2 separate regions of the Triticum aestivum genome follow, and region 2 is linked to region 1. Evidence: chromatin contacts called from public Hi-C data. All regions are on one chromosome and are shown on one strand. The core of a region is the stretch at or near the end of the contact, and the rest is flanking DNA. Distances in the headings are between cores, read along the strand shown.

Region 1 (2,845 bases), core at 189-2,688:
TTTCGTCTGACTCTGACACATCATTTCAAAAAGTTTGAAGGATTAGTTTAGTTTATCTCATGGCATTGGCAAATGACAACCCTGGGGTTCACTTTCGTCCCCACTTCCCGTAGAAAGTGGCGTCAAGCCATGCCTATCTGAGCGGAATAATTCTCAGCAAGGAGTTTCAGTGCAGGAATTCAGAAGATAGAACTGAAGTGTGAAATGGGCGTTCATGAAGAGATCGTTGCACCCAGTGAGATCTTGATGACTGAGCAGATCTTCATGGATCCCCGTTAAACTAGCAAGCAAGATTCCTGAATCTGTAGAGTGCAGACATTCCTGGAAAATTATACGAAAGGAGAAAAAATCAGAAAAAGGGGTGACATTCTGCAGGTATAGAGGCCCTTCTGGAGACTGGGGAGTTTACAGAGGTGTACTGGAGTCTGAGATTCTTCCGGGGGAAAGATCCTAGACAAACAAAGAGAGATAACCATGAGCCGCAAAGCAATACCGGCCTGGTGCTCCTGCTGCCGCTTAAGATGCACTGACAATTATCTACAGTAACTGATAAATAGAAAATCAAGCGGTTGAATGATGGTCTTCTTCAGACTGCCTAGTAGAATTTTCAGATCAGCTAAGAAGTGTAGAATCTTTGGTCTAATCTTGAACTATTTTGTAGCCCTGTTTCTGGTTAGTGCTTTCCTACTGGAACTTGCACTAAGACGTGCATCCTCTTGGAGTCACTACAGAACCACTTGATCACCAAAAAAATATCACTGAACTTTTCTGTTATTTAATTGCATCATGGATGTGCCAACAGATAGCCAATCTTCTGTGCTTTTGTGTTACGATCATATAAAAAGATCTGAAAGAGAAAACAAAACACAAACAGAGGAGAGAAAGAGAGAAGGGAGCAGGACAAGTGAAAACAACATAACAAGTCTGATGATATCTATTCCCCCCAGATGTATGTATCAGTTCATGCTACAGATGGAGATGGACAGCCGAATATGCCGATAAATATGGCTTACAGTTTCGACGAGTCCTACAATTCAGTAGTGTAGAAATTATTTCTGAACCGAAGAAAACCAGGAACCATTGCCTGGCCTGCTCCCTCCCATGAACAACCGAACCTTCCTCCCAGCAACCAGAGATCCTTGGAGACTCCTCAGCCTCAACAGCACGGGTAGATGGTGACGCAGCGCCGCTTCGGCGGCGTGCAGAGGAGCATGAACACCAAGGCGATGACGGCCGCGACGAGGAGCCCCAGGAAGCTGAAGCCCGCCTCCTCCTCCGACTCGCTGCTGCAGCACACCTTCCCCATGCTAGCCTGAGCAGAAAGGTTGCTTCCCGGTGCTGCCTACTCTGGAGATCAGTGGTGGTCAGACGAAGAGAGGCTCGCTTCCTAGCAGTGGTACGCTTCTTTGCTTCTTATACCACCACGGCCATGATCGCTGTGGTGTGGCCAGTTTGTTGAGGCATCGCTATCAGGTCTTCAATGATGCCACCCTCCTGTGCTCCCCTTCCGTCTCTGAGGACAGCTCAGCCTATGCTCGCACCCACCCAGGCCACTGACGCCGGTCATATATGGCATTGTTAGGCTGATCAACTGCCCAGATGTTGAGATACATAGTATCTGGCAAACAGATCTGGCCTTTCTTTTATGCCTGCCTTTCAGCATGGAATGTTAGATAGATGGCTGTTCAACTTTGCGCCGTCGCGGTCTCTCGCTGGTGATCTTCTGGACGCGGTCACTTGACGGCGATTCGGATGAAAATTACGGGGACAACAATACTTGATCGATGGTGATGTGTATACATGTATGAAAAGTACAGGATCAGAGGGCTGGTATTCTGATATCCTCCTGGTGAAATTCAAACAGTTGATGGCTACTTGTCCCCATATGTCCGATAGCATTGTGATGGCGAATTGGCGATGGAGAGAACGTAGCGTGCATGCTCTCGGTGTGAATGTGAAACACGTCCCCGTCTCTATCTATTTGAGGAGGTGGTAGGGATTAGGTGGTGCATGTTGCGTGTCGGTGACTAGGGTTTTCTGGGAATTTGGGGAAGAACTGAAGAAGGACCAAGCAAGTGGCATGTGCCATGTTGCCTTACAGCTTCGTCTAACACTACAAGACAAGCGAGCGTGAAGTTTCTTCCTAGACAGGATTGCTTCCTGGCTCAGCTAAGCGAAGTCCAACTTCAGCTAGACACGGTTTTGTTATCAGGAGAATAGGAGATTGACACTGTTTTCGGTGGTTTCTATCTCCGTAACGGCTATGATGCTTTAATTTGGGTATTAACCACATTTAACTTAGGTCCTGTTTTTCATTTTAAGTTTTTGATGATTTACAAATAAAATACTCCCTCCATTCCTAAATATAATTCTTTGTAGAAATTCCACTGTGGACTATATACGGAGCAAAATGAGTGAATCTACACTCTAAAATGCATTTATATACATCCGTATGTGGTCCATAGTGAAATGTCTACAAAGACTTATATTTAGGAACGGAGGGAGTAAAATTTATGCATGTAGGTATCGGACAAGAACTTGCACAATATAAAAATGCAAAGGTCCCCATCGAATATCAATAGTCCAGCCAACATCCTAGCCCATCTATTCTGGAGTACATGTTTTTCTTTAGAAAAGGAGGATGACCCCCGGTCTCTGCATCTGGGCGATGCATACGGCCACTTTATTAATTATCCTTACAAAGCCATATAACAGTAATACTAAAACTACCGTCTAAGCAACAACTGTCGCTACACCTATAGTCTGGGCCTAATACCAAACAGACATCGCAGCCAAACCTAAACATCTAAGACCTGAGGTTTCTGAAGTACATGTGAAATACTAC
Region 2 (2,845 bases), core at 256-2,755, 140 kb after region 1:
TAGAGTAAGTTACAAGCCAACTGAGCATATATGTGTGCAACTAGTCTTCTCTGCCAACTAAACATCAACGTATGTGCAACTAGTCTACATTACAAGCCAACTAAGCATCATTGCGTTGATTCGGTTAGCTGCACTGTCGTCTTCAGATCACTAGCACGTCCCCAAAAATTGATGTTGAGACCTGCTAGCTTGTTTTCCTCGTGGCACAACTCCAGCTCCAAAATGTTTGAATCTAGGCAAGCATGTATCAAAGAAACTGAATAAGGCGAGGCCAAATCGGTGTAGCTAACAACAACGAGCAGGATCCAAAGAGAAGTACAACTAGGAGCGGGATCCAAAGAGTAGTACAGTGTTGACGCTCGATCCCCACTGACGCTCGATCGCCATGGCAGTTGCCGTCGCTGCTGCTTACAGGCGACCCCCAACATGAGGTAGCAGGTACCTTGACAACCACCACGAAACCGCCATCCACAACGACGACGCTGACAACATCTCTCCCTGGCTCTGAGAAAAAGGGGAGAGGGCGGCGGCGCTGCTGCTGCTTCGGCCCTACGGCCGACCTGCTCGCCGCACTCCGTCGCTCCGCCGAACAGAGCGTCGGCGAGGATCTCCGTGCCCTCAGGATTCGATGCCAGCGTGGACCTCCGTGCCCGACACGGAACAGAGACGAGGAAAGGGGATCGAGAAGAGGAACGAGAGAGATGGCAGAGTGGATAAGGCGAGGAGAGAGAGAGATATGGAGTGGTCGTTTCAAACAGCGACCTGTCGTCTAGCGCGGCCGCTCGGTTCGACTAAATCGTGCACGGCCACTTTTTAGATTTTGGGAAAATGTAATTGTCCCAACACGGGCGAAACATGACCTAGGAACCCGGTTTGACGAGACGTGTGGCATTGGTGACGTGTCGCTTTGAGAAAAGAGAAACCCGCGTATCAAAAGTAAACGCTGGTTCGCGATGGTTTTCGGTGTGCGATGGGCCATTTGTACGATGGTAATAATGCACGATGGACCATTATTGACTAATACCTCTGTAAGTTTTTGATGGTCAAGAAATTCCTGATTATTACATTTTGTGCGGGGGAATTAGCGAGAATGTGCACGGCTATACGGCATTGGTTAAAAAAACGACATCGGTAATGCGGGATGATGCCCCCGTGTGCTCAGGTCGTTTCATCTGGTCAATCAATCAGCTCTCTCGTTATTCGGAACCGCGTAGTATAAGGTCCCGTTTGCTCCACGAAATATCGCGGCGATCTCAGATTTGGTTCCCGGTCCTTTCCCCCTGTCCCGCGCTGCCGCGTGAATAATAATGGCCGAAGAAATATATAGGACCTTTTTTCCTTTCGGAAATCATCAGGCAACTCACGGCAGCTCTTGGTTTCCAAAAATGGAACAGGCGCGTGGGCCACTTCGACCAGCGTCGTGCCCTCCGTGCCCCTCTCGACTCCTGTGCGTGCGTGCGCGTTGAGCGAAAACGCCTACAAATATCCATCCCTCCGCCGAGAGCCCGGAGCACGGGATTTGCGAACGAACGCGCTCTGTCTCTCCGCCTCTCAGCTCTCAAACACGTCCACTCGTTTCAAAAAAAAGTCCACCCGTTTCAAACTTCTCCGGCGGCTCCAGGGCCGAGATCAGGGATGGGAGGGTGCTTCTCCGGCGACGTCCGCGGCGGCATGGAGGCCGTCGGCGGGGGCGCGAGGGGGGCGGCGGCGGCGGTGCAGGGCCAGGGCCAGGGCGGGCCTAACGAGGCGGTCGACCACTTCTTCCAGGGCCAGGCGCTGCGCCTCTACACCCCTCTCGAGGTACGCTCGCTCGTTCCCCTCCACGGGAAACCCTAGTAGCTAGTGTCCAGTCCAGCGCTGCTCGCTAGTCGCGGAGACTTTCCCAGAATGGTATGGTTCGCGGATTCGTGGTCACCATTGGAGCAGGGTTTTTGGGGGTGGGAAGGAATTTGGGGGCCCTCGCGGATCGCGATCGGCTCTGGCGACCGGAATTTGGTGGGCTTTCGCTGTCAAGTGAGGTGGATTTCGGGTGCCATTGTTTGTTTATTTTGGTAAATGCGCTTCGCTGTCACAGCGTACAGATGTTTCGATTATTGCCACCAAAGACCAAACCTCTCGGCATTGCAATTGTCGCTTTGATTTTGGTTTGGATGATTGGATCCCAGTATCCCACATTTTTATCTGCAAGTGTGCCTCGCTTTGCGCCAATTTTTTAATGCGGGCAATTTAGGGGGCTTTTACTCAAGAGTTTGGGTTTGAGGCGGGTTTTGTGAAATTCCGTCGCTCGGCTCTGAATTGGGGTTTTTAGGTTGTTTTGGGGATAATGTGTAGTATTGCATATTTAGGTTTTGGTGCCATTTTGTCCGCTGGTCTGCGTCCACGAAGATTGTTCGGTACTATCATGTGACGTGTCCTTTGTACTCTTATAAGTTCACATCGAAGTACTTGGGAAATTCGTCTCTGTCAGAGTCAAGTCGGATGTGCGGCGCTAGCGCACCTCAAGCACTGCGTTCCCTACGTTTTGGAATTTATTTATTTATTTGCATCAACTGCATGCGTGCAATTATATTCGTTACAGTTTTTATTTACAAAATGGCATACGAGTTCTTGGTGACCTGCTTGTGCACAAATAAGATCCTGACGGAAGTGACGAAGTAATGTTTTTCAGTTTCCGCATGTGGTTTCTCAATTGGTGATCGCATATAATTTGATGGACTGGTCTCTGGAAAACATATTTTTAATATTGATTAATATTTTGGCGCTGGAGTATTTTCTGGAAGTGGATCAGGAATGATCAAAGATATTTTAGGTCGGAGTGGGTGGTGGACATCAATCGTTTGCTTTA

Evidence for each region. A called contact is a pair of places that touch in the nucleus more often than the background predicts.
Region 2: a Hi-C map of leaf shows a contact between it and region 1, with 4 times the contacts expected there. The contact joins the promoter of LOC123130159 here to the promoter of LOC123092419 in region 1. A contact is called at or near these places in 3 of 5 Hi-C or Micro-C datasets (all in leaf) and 1 of 1 datasets of contacts at active chromatin or transcription factors (leaf).

Annotation. Positions count from the first base shown.
Region 1 is chr1B:443,861,139-443,863,983 of IWGSC CS RefSeq v2.1, forward strand. It overlaps LOC123092419, which reads right to left and starts at 1,439. Exons shown (of 1, transcript XM_044514193.1): 1 at 906-1,439. The coding sequence starts at 1,306. The coding sequence ends at 1,157.
Region 2 is chr1B:443,997,906-444,000,750 of IWGSC CS RefSeq v2.1, forward strand. LOC123130159 (protein BONZAI 3) reads left to right here and starts at 1,506. Exons shown (of 17, transcript XM_044550132.1): 1 at 1,506-1,800. The coding sequence starts at 1,636.